3 separate regions of the Zea mays genome follow, and all the other regions are linked to region 3. The links are chromatin contacts, called in public Hi-C maps. All regions are on one chromosome and are shown on one strand. Each heading gives the region's core, a stretch centred on a gene start, on an enhancer-like site or on the middle of the called end of the contact. The rest is flanking DNA. Distances are from core to core; before and after follow the strand shown. Region 1 holds the start of LOC100273154 (putative protein S-acyltransferase 16). Region 2 holds the start of LOC100383526 (Protein HESO1). Region 3 holds the start of LOC103651023 (transcription factor PCL1).

The links. A called contact is a pair of places that touch in the nucleus more often than the background predicts.
Region 1: a Hi-C map of ear shows a contact between it and region 3, with 4 times the contacts expected there. The contact joins the promoter of LOC100273154 here to the promoter of LOC103651023 in region 3. A contact is called at or near these places in 8 of 25 Hi-C or Micro-C datasets (bundle sheath, ear, endosperm and 3 more).
Region 2: a Hi-C map of tassel shows a contact between it and region 3, with 2.5 times the contacts expected there. The contact joins the promoter of LOC100383526 here to the promoter of LOC103651023 in region 3. A contact is called at or near these places in 2 of 25 Hi-C or Micro-C datasets (ear and tassel).

What each region holds. Positions count from the first base shown.
Region 1 is chr3:185,574,588-185,579,440 of Zm-B73-REFERENCE-NAM-5.0, forward strand. LOC100273154 (putative protein S-acyltransferase 16) reads left to right here and starts at 2,934. Exons shown (of 6, transcript NM_001147600.1): 1 at 2,934-3,385. The coding sequence starts at 3,113.
Region 2 is chr3:185,050,395-185,055,020 of Zm-B73-REFERENCE-NAM-5.0, forward strand. LOC100383526 (Protein HESO1) reads right to left here and starts at 2,560. Exons shown (of 9, transcript NM_001176174.1): 1 at 2,438-2,560; 2 at 1,782-1,941; 3 at 898-1,059; 4 at 469-653; 5 at 291-386. The coding sequence starts at 1,932.
Region 3 is chr3:185,311,982-185,316,776 of Zm-B73-REFERENCE-NAM-5.0, forward strand. LOC103651023 (transcription factor PCL1) reads right to left here and starts at 1,777. Exons shown (of 2, transcript XM_008676613.3): 1 at 524-1,777. The coding sequence starts at 1,414.

The DNA of each region.
Region 1 (4,853 bases), core at 1,684-4,183, 260 kb after region 3:
TCCCCGCCTAGGCGGAGACCCGATGCTGCCACGTCGCCTACTGCGCGCGGCGTAAGCCAACGGGCGGAACCTGGCGTGAAGCCTCTGGGCTACGCGCGTCTTTGCATTCATTACGGATAAGACGTGTGCCTGTCCATTCCAGTGACAGGTGGCGTGCCCAGTCCACGCTGCATGGGCCATGCTGTTACTCACACGTTACCATAGCAAGGACAATGACTCACCATTACTCGTGTGTTTCCAAGAAAAGGTTCACAACCTATCAATGTTGCATGGACTGAAGTCATCATGACTCCCGCTGATTACTCATGTGTTACTAAGGCGGAGGGAATCTAAACGGCTCCGCCTATACGCCTCTACGCACAACAGGCGTACCAGGCTACTCCGTATTCTACTACAACAAGCCATCACCCACCTGAGGACACGACAAGACGTGGCAGTAGCCAGTCGGAGAAGCAACACATCGTCCAACAAAGATCTTTGTGTGCTGTCAGTATTAATTATTCACATAATGTATTCCTTCCATTATGCTCCTGGGCCCGCATGTCGGAGCTCAGCATCCTTGTATGTACCCCCCTTAAACTATAAAAGGGAGGGGACACAGCGTTACAAAAGACAGGGTCAATACAACTTACGGACAGTGGATGTAGGGTATTACGCTCCAGCGGCCTGAACCACTATAAACCCTCGAGTGTTCTTGTGTTCATCCAAAATTCATCAATCAGACAAGCGCTTAGGCCTCCTCCTCATCTTAGGATTAGGGCGGGTGCATTCCGCCACCCGACCGGAGGATTTTCCCACCGACAAATACGTCCAAGCTTGACAATAGGGAGATGGCCCTCATTATCAAGAGCTTCTGGCAAATCTTCAATCAATTAAAGGGGAAGGACTATAAACCTCATTCCAAGAGGGTTTGCTATCGATGTGGTAAGTCATGTCACTATATTGCAAAATGTCCATATGCTAGTGATAGTGACAGGGACGATGACAAGAAAGAAAAGAAGAATATAGAGAAGAAGAAATTCTACCACAAGAAGAAGGGCGGCGAGGCGCATGGGACTCTGATGAGAGCCCCATCGACTACTCCTCTGACGAGGACGCCGCCAACATCGCCGTCAATAATGGTCTTCTCTTCTCCAAAGTCAGCCATAAGTGCCTCATGGCAAAGAGGACAAAAGAAAGGTACAACCTAGAAGCACCCTCAATTATACTACTTCCGATGATGAGAGTGATTCTAGTGAAAATGAAGAAAAACTTGTCTTTGCTCTTTAAAGGCCTTAGCTTCAAGTTAATTGAGAAAATCAATGAATTAGTGAAATTTATTAACGAGTAGGATGAACTCTTAGAATACAAGATGATCTACTCAGGGGCGGATCCAGAATTTTTCTATGACCCGGGCCAAATCTACTAAATTTCATTCTCTTAATTTTATCTTAACTATTTTATACCGTATTAAATAGAGACTTAAATAGAGTTACATGGATCAAGCCCCGGGCCACGGCTCGGGTGGCCCGGGGTGTAGATCCGCCCCTGGATCTACTCGTTAAGGAAAATGAGAATTTTGTGAAGCAACAAGCTAAAAACTTGCAACAATTCAATTTCTTGTCTTAAATCTGATAATGTTAATTTGATTGCTAAGATTGAAGAATTGAATGCTTGCCTTGTTCCTACATCTACCTGAGCATGTTACTATTTATAATAGATATAGAGATGTTGATGTTGATGCTATTAATGACCACCTTGCTTTAATTAAAGACCAAAATGATCACATAGCAAAGTTAGATGCTAAAATTGCCGAGTGTGAGCTTGAAAATTAGAAATTTAAATTTGCTCGTAGAATGCTTTATAATGGGAGACGCTCTGGCACTAAGGATGGTGTTGGCTTTCAACCTAGGAGCAAAACAAACAAAATTCCTCAATTTGCGAAGGACAAGGTTCCTATGGTGCATGATAGGGAAGATTACATTTTATATTATGAGAACTATCATGCTCATAAGATTCCTAGAAAATCATATGCTAGAAATGCTCATGCACATCATCATGCTTATATTTATGCAAATGAAACACCTAGCCGCATTCTACTTCTCATGCTAAAACTGCAAAAATGCCTAAAAAGAAAGTTGTTGATGCATCTACTGAGCCAAAACTGTCGTTTAAGACTTTTGATGCATCTTATGTTTTTACTAATAAATCTGGCAGAGTAGTTGCCAAATATGCTGGGGGTAGGCACAAGAGTTCAAAAACTTGTGTCTGGATATCTAAGGTGCTTGTTTCTAACATGAAAGGACCCAATACCGTTTGGGTACACGAGAACAAGGCATAAATCTGTGTTGTAGGTTTATGCATTCGACGGAAAAAATTGGATAATGGATAGCGGATGCACTAACCATACGACTAGAGAAAAAAGATGTTTTTCTCGTACGAGAAAAATGATGATCTTCAAAAGGTGTTTTTGAAGTACATTTTGAGGAGTTTCGAAAATTTCATAAAACTGGTCTCTAGTTTTAGTTTTTTGAAGTTAGAGCTCGTGGAGCTAGACTTGTTTGATAGCTGAAATAGACTTGAAATTCTTATGAAGCTCTCAAAAAGAGCCTAAAATTTAGTAGGCTAGATGCTAGAACCTAACAACTCCTATATATTTAAATAACTTTTTATATATTATGGTATATGACGACATATCATCTCCCCCTCTTGCTGTCTTGGCCGCAGCCGTCGCGTCGATGCAAGTTGAGACGTCCCTGCCTGGCTGCCTGGCTCCCTGCCGCAACCGCATCAACGACGCACGGCGCCACGGCCACGGCACGGCACCACGCGCTCAGACGTCCACGGGCTACCAACCCCAGCTCACCGCACTCAACCCATTGCTGCCACGGCGATCACCTCACCCACCCCGCGCACTTTTCTCATCGCGCCAACGCAAACACCACAGCGCAGCAGCAAGCGAGCTAACTGGAGTACAAAGCAAGCCAATTCGCTCTGTGCCTGTGCCGCTGCCTACCGTCGCGCGAGACGGGCGAGCTCCTCTCCCGGCCGCCGACGCCGCGGGGGATTCCTTTTCCCCGGAATGCTCTGCCGCTCCGTCCGGGCGGAAGAGGAGCACTAGGCGGCGGCTCGGATGGGGCGCCCGGGGTACATCACGGTGCCCATACTCTCGGTGCTCGCCGCGATCGGCTATGTCTACTACACCACGGTGTTCCTGGCGATCCCCGCGTGGCTGGGGCTCTCCTCGGCGACCGGGCTCGCCAACGCCGCGGTCTTCAGCGCGCTCGCCGCCGCCTGCGTCGCTACCTACGCCGTCGCCGTATCGCGCGACCCGGGCCGCGTGCCAGCGTCCTTCGTGCCCGATGTCGAGGACGCCGGGAGCCCCATCCACGAGATCAAGCGCAAGGTACACTCTACTCACGGCCCCTGCCTCCCTCCGTCTGACCGTCTGGGCCATGAACCACTCCAGATCTCGCGGGCGCCCCCGCCGCGTGCTGTGAAGTTTAGATCTACGTAGTGGGATGGTAGTCATATGTGTAGGATCAGAAACTTTGTTAATTGTTACTAGTTCAGATCTTAGGATTAGATTTCGAGCAGGTATTGCCTCCAAGCAAGGTCCGGCGCCGCGCGCGAGATTTGGATTTTAATAGTAGGAATCACGCGAATGCTCCTATACCTATTGGAGCGCCGAGTGCCTCGGTGTTGCGATCATTTGGTGGGCGAGGAACTGTGTATATGTGTGCGTTAAGCCATTAACATCTTTGCTCTGAATCCTTGCACTGTCCACTCATCGTCGGTGCTCTGATTGAGTGACACTGCTATCCAAATTACTCCAGGTGGGAGATGGGAATATTCTCTTGATCGTTGCATAGCTTTGGTATTATGGTTTAGATCTAAGCATGAGGGCTGCGTACCTGGTACCATGCTATATGTAGACTTACAGTAATGACATATGTTGCAATACACTGCTATCCAAATTACTCCAGGTGGGAAATGGGAATATTCTCTTGATCGTGCGCATAGCTTTTGTATTATGGTATAGATCTAAGCTTGAGGCTCTGTGCCTGGTACCATCCTATATGTAGACTCACAGGAATGACATATGTTGCAATTAAAGGACAAATCTAGTTGGTATTATGGTATAGATCTAAGCATGAGGGCTTTGTACCTGGTACCATCCTATATGTAGACTTACATGAATGATATATGTTGCAATTAAAGGACAGATCTAGTGTCGGTGGCTCACATATGAGCGAAATCCGATGAAGTGTTGGTATTATGGTATAGATCTATGCATGAGGGCTCTGTACCTTGTACCATCCTATATGTAGACTTACATGAATGACATGGTCCAGAGAAAGGGTTCGTGTGCACCTCTAATAGGCGTCGGACTCTAACAGACAGAGTGTTGGACCGGCACAGAGTTAGCCCTATGGCTAACCCTAACTTCACGATCACAGCGATCGTCACATCCTGAGCATTGGTTCGATGATGGACGTCAGACCAGTCCGACTCTCCCCATAGCTCTTTGGTTGTTTTTGGGAGAGCGTTGGACTCTGATGCGATGGTACGATGGTTGCAAACACGGTTGTACTGGACGGGACGATGCACTATTTACATGAGTGGTCCCACTGTTAGCCACGTAGGAAACTTCATTTAGTATCGTCGAACCCTGAGCATTGGCCCGACAAGGACCGTCGGACCAGTCTGATGCTGATGGATACTCTTTGGTCATTTACAGCAGGGCGTCAGACCCAGGCCAACGATGATCTAACTATCGTTGGACTATGGGTGTCGAACCATACAACTCCATAGTGGTTGGCACGGCAACAATAACATTGAAATGGCTAGTACATGTGGCAAGCTCTAAGAGC
Region 2 (4,626 bases), core at 1,310-3,809, 260 kb before region 3:
AATTAGAGGCCCAATTCCCTGGAATTGGACTATGACTAGAAACCCCCTCTCCCAATACAAAGCCTCGCCCCACGGTATTGCGTGGAATTAGACCGCACAATTCCAAACTCCAATTCAGTGACATCCAAACAATAGAATTGGAATTACATCTCATTTCAATACCATGTATGATTTGGTATTCAACCCAATTCAATTCCATCCTCTCCAATATCGACGTCCAAACGTAGCATTAGTGAAACCATAAATAAGTAGGAACACATAGAGAGATACTTAGGTATAAGAAACAACACCTGAAAATGATAGAGGACAAGTAGGCAAAGCGAATAAGAGTTGAGGGTCCCGCTCTTTGGATCGTTAATGTTTTGTGCTTTTGCCCATTCCTTGATCTGGAAGGAAAGATGATGATGAGCATTCAGGTTACCCAACAAAAATTGTGGCAGCAAAAACTCTTAGCTAACTAGAACATACCAGCAAAACCATATCACCAAACCGCTCATCTACAGTATTGACCCAGTAGAAGATTTTGGACTTAATTCGACCAGCAAAGTTGCCAATTGATATATCACAGGAGATGCCAAATTGCTTGCTCACATATTGAAGGACTGGAACTCTTGCATGTGGGATGAACTGCATCTGCATGTATCCAGTAACACCTGAATAAATAAAAGGAAGAAAACCAAGTGTAAATGAGAAAGTTTTGTAATAGTTATGGAGATATGTCAATGGTGGTTCCTATCATAGTGAATCAAGCAACCATGGAACAAAAATATCACTCTTTAGCCACAAAGTCCAGGATAACACAAGTATATCATGATGCTTAAAGTTATTTCATGAATGCTGAGTGTGCAGTATGATATGGATATTTATCTATCTTGAGAGCACTATAACAAAGATTACCTCGACTTAGTAAAGCTTTCCTAACATCTCTCAAGGCATTCTGCTTCTTTTTCTTGTTTATTGGGTGGTTTGAACCATTCCCAAACTGAACTGACAAATCTAAGTCACCTGATTTTGAGTAAAGATCTGATACAAAAGACCCAAACGGTTTGACAGCAGCACCTGTTAAAGGAAAAGTTTAAAATCCATTAAAGAGAGACATAAAAATATTATAATTATTAAATGTATTAACTTTTCCTGTGTCATCAAGATACCCCAAATACCGATGCATTTGTTAAGAATAGTACAAAGCGGGGGGAAAGAAGCTTCTCAGCTTATTAATGTTTGCAGCTCCATTCTAGTAATACAGACACTTTTAATTTCACCATCTAGCCCAGTACTGGGTAAGGATAAGGATGGTATTGCACTATAGCATGAAACGAACTGTTGCGTACTGCCATAGGCAACTCGTATAATGCCATTGACAACAGAGGCTCCAGCAGTGAGGTTATCATTGTTTGTCACATTTCGTGCAAATAAACCTACCCTTTCAGAAATATGAATTTCACAAGCTTACCAATCCTCATGTAGTCACATTTCCATATTATATTGTTCAAACAGTTCAGGTCGAATTTAATCTCTTCATGAACACAACGGAGATTGAGATTTAACTTCCACGTGTATATTCTACTATAAATAACTATTCCTTTCAGTAATCTACCACAAAATCCACAATACAATGGTCACATGCAGGGAAAAACATCTTCAGTACCACAGCCAATGTATGATCATGCTTAAGTGTCAAAAGTGACATAATTGCACCTTAACTAACATCAGGGGTCACAGGTGGAAATTGAAATACAGTTAAGAAGGTCTCAATTGAATCAGAATCAGATAAAAGTTACCTGACAGAGATGCAAGAGAATGGATACAATTTTCCAGCTCCTGAATTGTGGATAACCGCTTGCTTCTATCATCCTCTACTGGTTTGATTAGTGCAAGGATGTCCTTGATACACTTGTTCAGCACAATATTGTCATGAACAGAATCAACCATGATGAAATCCTGCATCCATCAAGTAGCATTCATTCAAATAAGAATAAGGAGCGGAAATTGATGTTGCATGGACACTGCTGAAGAGAAGGGTATTGGGGCTTGGGAGACAAAAACCAAATTGCAGTGCGTGAAAACTAAGGGTGCGTTCGTTTGTGCCGGATTTGGCCAAGAATCATTCCAGCTCATCGACTCTTATATAAATTAGACAAACAATCCAGCTAAGAATTATTCCGGGTGCTCAATCCACTGGAACCGAACAGGCCCTAAATGTCTAAAGAAGCATTGCGTCACTGAATACGGATGGTTCCATATGTCCTCGCAGGGCGGACCCACCAATATAGCCGATAATTTTTGCCACAAAACAAAGTTTGTAGAGATAATACATGCATACAGTTACACTTATTAGATCAGACCCGAATGCAGAAAGCCAAATAGCTCAAAATTAGGGTTTGGGTGATCCGTTTTACACAGGAGGAAGGCAAGAGAGGGGTGCGGGCGGGCATACCTGGTGTGGTGGGTGCTCGTCGCTGGCAAAGGGTCGGACGAAGACCTGGGCACCTGGAGTACGGCGGCGGCGGCGGCGGCGGCCAAGGGCCTGTACTGTTCAGTCGCCTGACCCCGTTGATGCAGATAACGGCGGAAACGTGACTCGAGACTCGAGTCGAGGTCTAGTATTGATCTCGGCCTCTCGGGCCAGGCGAAGTTGGAACGGGTAAACAGCAAAACTGGTATTTATAATGATGTGCGGGTGCATGAGCACATGAACTAGGCGGGTACGGCTCTTTTGCTTCTAACTACTTCCATTATTATATTCGTTATTATAGCATCTTCAAGAATTTTCAAAACCCACTTTAATCTTGACTTTTTGGTTAATTAAAAAAACTTTCCTCAACAACTATTTATCTTAAGTAGGGTGATTTGACTGAGTAATTTAAAAATAGCTTAGGAGATATTTAAAACGGTGGAAGAAAAATTAATAAACATGCTACTTATTTTTAACAGCTTGCAAATTCATTAATTATCTATTATATTTTATAGAAATTATTGGACATATGTCTCTCCGGTGTGTCCCCATGCGGCACCGACACCAAACGGATGAAGTTCTTTTGGCCTAGCCGATAAAGAGCGAGAGTCATCTACTACAAAGATAAACCTGCTATTCATATGTTTCTCCTTCATCTATGGCTGAACATAGTAGAGCTGAAGTGATATAAACTAAATTCTAATATCGTCTTCAATTTCACATCATGTGTCCTTCCATGTGGTGATATTGGGATTTCAAAAGAAAATAGATGATTTATTCTCATTTTTGGCATAACATTTCCCTCTTTCAGAAACTCGCACGACGTGCTATTGGCTAAGCAGTAGAGCATGTCTTTAATAATTATGTCGGTGTGTCTAGGCTGTAAGAATTTCCAGGAACATGGATAGTTCAATATGCTCATTAGTGACTAGCATAAAGATGATTGTTTTCAAAATAAAACCTATTAATTGATGTTGGGCTAAACCTTAGTAAGCATGAATGGTGTATCAAAAGCATCCCCCTCAACCTCCTTCCACGCATTTTAGCCATCACACTAGTCTTCTCATCCTCGAACCACACTGGCATACTCTATAATCAATGAAGACAACTCTTGGTCGTCCATTCCTTAATGCCCTCAAACTAGACCTTAACATGTTAAAGGGGAGAAGATCACACAACTTTCACATGAATTTGAATAAGTATATTGTCACATAACATGATTGAGTATAATAGGATTAGTGATAATATTATAACACATATGTTAGTGCTCCAACAACAAAATTGGACAACAGACAAATCTTATATGTAGTCGCATGAATATAGTATAATAGCTTTGTTGTTGGGATAAGTGCACTCTAGTCCTAGGTTTTAAACTTATCAAGATTCCCACTTTTGCCCAATGAGTCTCAAAGTGAATATTCATGTCCTTAACTTTTAAGAGCCTTGGTCTATGTGAGAAGTCAATGATTGGATATATGAGTTTGAGTATGTTCCATGTCAGATCCGCAGTTTGCATGCTAAAATAATTGTCCTTGAGACTTCTTTAGAATATAAGGGAAGAGACATAGATGTGTTCACCAAATTTATTCATAGAGCCAAAGATACTCACCTCCAAGACTTCCATAGATTTATTAGAATTATTATTGAAGCTCTACCAAACAAGTATGCCTATATGTGCAAATTTCTCTTGCTCCAAGATGACACTAATTTACTTATTTTGGTAAAAAAAATATATGTTATCCATTTTATGATTTTTATAATAAATTTAGTGTTGGGACCCCTTTTAATTTTGTCCATCTATATATATAACTTTTGTGAGGATTACCACCACTATATTTGTTATAAAAAATACTTTCATAATATATAAATTATTTATTTAAGATATTACATTATGCATATATATTGATATCAAAGTTGGAATGTAACTTAAAATAATATGTTGAGGAAGTATTATATTGAATCAGTGCGCTACAGTTTGAATTTTGAATGATAGGTTCCATAAGAGCAACTCCAACGGTTTCCAATATTCAATCCCTAAACTATATTATAAGGAAAAAGGAAAAATAAAGCTCCAACTGATCCCTATGCCATCTCCCAATCGGGTCACACGTTCACACGCTAGAACTGAGCTTCGTGTTGCGAATATTTGAGATGGCGTCTTCGCTCCCAAT
Region 3 (4,795 bases), core at 527-3,026:
AGTTTGCAGCACGGGCATAAAAGTTGCCTCCACTATCTGCCCACCACGAGATTCATTCCTAATAACTGGTACTAGTAATTTCTGCAATCTAACTGATAAACTTTTGATTTGAGAATGACGGTTCATCTATGACGAACAAAAAGGTTAGCGCTCAAATAACCTAATGTAGAATGTTGACATGTGCGTTAGCTTTAGATTACCAAACTACCCATAAATCGCCGAACAGGATTGGGTACTACAAAGTAATCTAAGCAAAGGGCAACAGGATACTGCTTGTATCTCCGAACAGCCAATGCAAATCAAACAGAAACCACGGGCCACGGCTTGGTAAATTTGAGAAGAAAGTGTGGTCCATATCTAGATGTCTGCACATGTGCACTTGAATGTCTCAGAACAGGTTGGCTTGGACAACGACTAGAAGTAGAATATCGTTTCACATTTTGAAATGGATCCAGATACTTTTCGACCGGCTTCAGTTTATTTTGGTACGTAAACATTCAAAACTGAAAAACATAGCACTTACTTCTTTGTCGCGTTCCAGCTTCTCGATGTCGCAGGTGCTCCGGGTGGAGGTGTCAGAGGGTTGTTGGGGCCTGGAGTCGGAGGGACTGTATGCCGGAGGAGGCTGCGGCCCTGCGGGGCTGCGCGCTTGTTGCTTGAGGTAGATGCGGTACTTCTGGAGGTGGCTGGCGACGTTTTCGCGGGTGAGGCCCTCGACGTTCATCAGGCGCACGATGGCCTTGGGCACGGCGCCCTTGTCGCCGAGGTGCTCCACCGCCGCGACGAACCGGTTGTGCAGCTCCGGCGTCCACGCTATCCTCGCCTTCTTCTCAGCCCTCCCGCCTCTGCACGCGCCGGATGCGGATGCGGCGTCCTCGCTCTTCCCGCCTCCGCACGCGCCGGTTGTGTAGGCGGCGACCTCGCTCTTCCCCTCTTCCTCCTTCTCATCATCGTCCTCGCCGTAGCAGCCCAAGGACAGGCGAGTATTGGGGGGCTTGCGCGCGAGGGCAGGGGAGTCGAAGGCGGATGAGGGGAAGGCGGTGCGCGGGACGTCAATGCCGAACGCGGCAGCGAGCGCCGGAGGGATGAGCGGGTGCGAGACCGGCGTCAGCTCCTCCGCCGTGGGGAGGCCGTGCTCCCACTCGAGCACGCGGCCGCACGCGCCAGAGCCAGCGCCGCCGTCGTCGTCGTCTTTCATGTCCCTGCGGCGGATTGACGAGGATGAGGACGAGGGGGCGGGCGCCGTGGGGTCGTGGGCCGGCCGGTCCCTGCGTTGGGTTGACGAGGATGAGGACAAGGGGACGGGCGCCGTGGGATCGTGGGCCGGCCCTCGCGTGGGGAGGCCGTGCTCCGACTCGAGCACGCGGCCGCGCGCGCCAGAGCCAGCGCCGCCGTCGTCGTCGTCGTCTTTCATGTCCCTGCGGCGGGTTGACGAGAACGAGTACGAGGGAGCGGGCGCCGTGGGGTCGAGGGCCGGCCGTCACGTGGGGATAACATAAATATTTCCCGGATGGGGCTTGCTGGGATTCTTCATTCTTCTGGGTTTCTGAGTTGTCACACACGGTGATCCGTGGGCGTGGGTGCTGACCGCTGAGCAAGTCGGTCGGACGGATAGTGGCAGAGAACAGAATCGACCCAAACAAGCGGTTGCCGTCGCATGGCGTGGCGCACTGGTGCCGTAGACGCCGGGACCCAAACGTGCGTGGATATTGCCGTAGCTGGCTGACGTGTGGAGTCGGCCGTGGTTTGATCTTGTGTGATAGCGGCCGTACGTTACAGCAGAGGAACGATTCGCTGGTAACGAAACTCGTCTGTGAAGACGGGTAATGTCGCTGTTTCGAAATTCCGCTCCAACAAATAATTTTGTATGTACTTCTGATGCTGTACTATGTAGACACAAGGTCTATACTATTTGGGACCGAACATCTCTATATTTAATCTTTGGCATCTGCGCTATAGACACATTTGTTACTTAATACTCGCGGTAGGGGTTACGAGTCAAAAGGTGAAAAGAGGAAGGAAGAGTTCTTTTGAACGTGGCGATGGTTCATTCCGGCCTCGATGGTCCTCTCGTTCGTATGTTCTTCTTGTGTGTTGTCTGTGTTGGTCGTGAGTCCCTCCGTCTGATCCTCCTTTTCTTAGTGTCCCTCCCCGTCTTATGATCGACCTCTCCTTTTATAGGTTAAGGTAGGGGTCGATCGCATGTAGCTTCCTCGAGAAGGAGCTACTATGTTGTGGTAAAACCAAGTGTTTTACCCTGGTGAAACTATGTTGTCCGTATGCGTCTTGGTCATATGGTTGTCTCTGATCGTGTTCGTTACGATGGACGGCATGGGCGGCAAAGAGTCCTGGCGCCATCATTGTCGTCCTGACGCCGTGCTGAGCCCTGGTCGTTGTAGCCTCTGTCTTGACACGGTTTGTTGTATTGCGACGTACCAACATCGTAGGCGTCGTGCACGCAACGAGCGTCGGTATGCTGGTTCCATTCCAGGTCGTGTTCAAATCCATCATGACCATATGAGTGGTGATGCAAGAATCCGAGCCGACTACTTTTGCGAACAACCGGTTTACACGGATGCTCAATTCCGGAGGAGGTGTCTTTTTTCGTACGCACATCTATTCACGTCCATAGTACGTGCTTCACACTTGTACTGACTATATTTTGCAATATAGGTTTCGCATGCGTCGCCATGTGTTTAAGCGCCTCGTTCTTGCTGTGCAACAAGTGGATCCCTACTTCGTTCAGCGTCCAAACTGTGCCGGTGAGCTAGGTCTATCTGCTCTTCAGAAAGTTGTTGCTGTTGTTTGTATCCTTGCATACGGTGTTCCTGCGGATGCCGTTGACGAATACGTACGAATTGGTGAATCTACGGCACATGAGGCTTTGGAACACTTTTGCACCACCATCCAAACCGCTTTTGGGGGTACTATCTCAGGAAACCTACTCTTGTTGATATCGCTAGGCTACTCCAAGTTGGAGAGTCACACGGCTTCCCTGGTATGCTTGGTAGTGTGGATTACATGCATTGGGAGTGGCGTAACTGCCCAACTGCATGGAAGGGGATGTTTACCGGTCGCGGTAAACACCCTACAATGATCCTCGAAGCAGTTGCCTCATATGACCTATGGATTTGGCATGCATACTTTGGCATGCCCGGTAGCTGTAACGACATCAATGTTCTTCAGCGTTCAAACCTGTTCGATTCACATCTTACCGGTGATAGTCCACCAGTCACTTTCTCCGTCAATGGACACACGTACAACATGGGATATTACCTAATAGATGGTATTTATCCGGACTGGCCTGCGTTTGTCAAGACAATCCGTCATCCGTATGATGTTAGGACCCAGCACTTTACCACTATTCAAGAGTCTGCCAGAAAAGACATTGAACGAACTTTTGGAGTGCTATAGAAGAGATGGGCCATAGTGAAAGGGAAATGTGCCCTTGGGCCATTTCTAAGTATTTTGGTGATTTAGTGTCCAACACAAGTGCCTAAGTGTTAAATGGTGGACAAAGTACAGATCAAGTATAAAGGTATGTTTCTCAGACTTAGTACATTATTTTAGAGACTAACGTATTGTGTCTAAGTGCTGGAAACAGGAAAAATCAAGTTGAAATTAAAGATGGCTTTGTTCAGCCAAAGTCAGCTCTGTCTGGGTGCACCGGACTGTCCGGTGGTGCACCGGACAGTGTCCGGTGCGCCAGGCTGGCTCAGGCGAACTTGCTGCTCTCGGGAAGTGATTAACGACGTACGGCTATAATTCACCGGACTGTCCGGTGCGCACCGAACTGTCCGGTGAGTCAACGGTTGGCCGGGCCAACGGTCGGCCGCGCGATCCGCGCGAGACACGTGGTTGTGCCAACGGTCGAAAGGGGGCACCGGACAGTGTCCGGTGCGCCAACGGCTCCAAAGCGCCAACGGTCGACTTCGCCAAGAAGGAAAGAAATCCGCATCGGACAATGTCCGGTGGTGCACCGGACTGTCCGGTGCGCCAGGCGACAGAAGGCAAGAATTGCCTTCCTGGAATGCATTCAACGGCTCCTAGCTGCCTTGGGGCTATAAAAGGGACCCCTAGGCGCATGGAGGAGGACACCAAGCATTCTCTAAGCATTCCTAAGCACCAAGACTTTGATTCCGCGCATTTGATTCTTCGTGATAGTAATTAGAGCTCCATTTGAGTTGTGAACTCGCTGGGTTGTGTTGTGAGCTCTTGTTGTGACTTGTGTGCGTGTTGATACTCTGATTTCGTGTCTTGTGTGCGTTGCTCATCCCTCCCTTACTCCGTGCTTCTTTGTGAACATCAAAGTGTAAGGGCGAGAGGCTCCAAGTTGTGGAGATTCCTCGCGAGCGGGATATAGTAAAGTGAAAGCAAAACACCGTGGTATTCAAGTGGGTCTTTGGACCACTTGAAAGGGGTTGATTGCAACCCTCATCCGTTGGGACGCCACAACGTGGAATAGACAAGTGTTGGACTTGGCCGAACCACGGGATAAACCATTGTGCCATCTCTGTGTTGATCTCTTTGTGGTTATCGTGTTGTGCAAGTTCTCCTCTCTAGCCACTTGGCTTATTCGTGCTAACTCCTAATCAAGTTTTGTGGATTAAGTTTCAAGTTTTTACAGGATCACCTATTCACCCCCCCTCTAGGTGCTCTCAATTGGTATCAGAGTCGTTCTCTTCAAGAAAGGGACTAATCGCCCGAAGAGATGGATCCTAAGGGCAAGGGGATTGTGATCAATGATAAGGAGAAGGAGTCCTTCGTCAACGAGCCTAAAGATGACAAGCATACC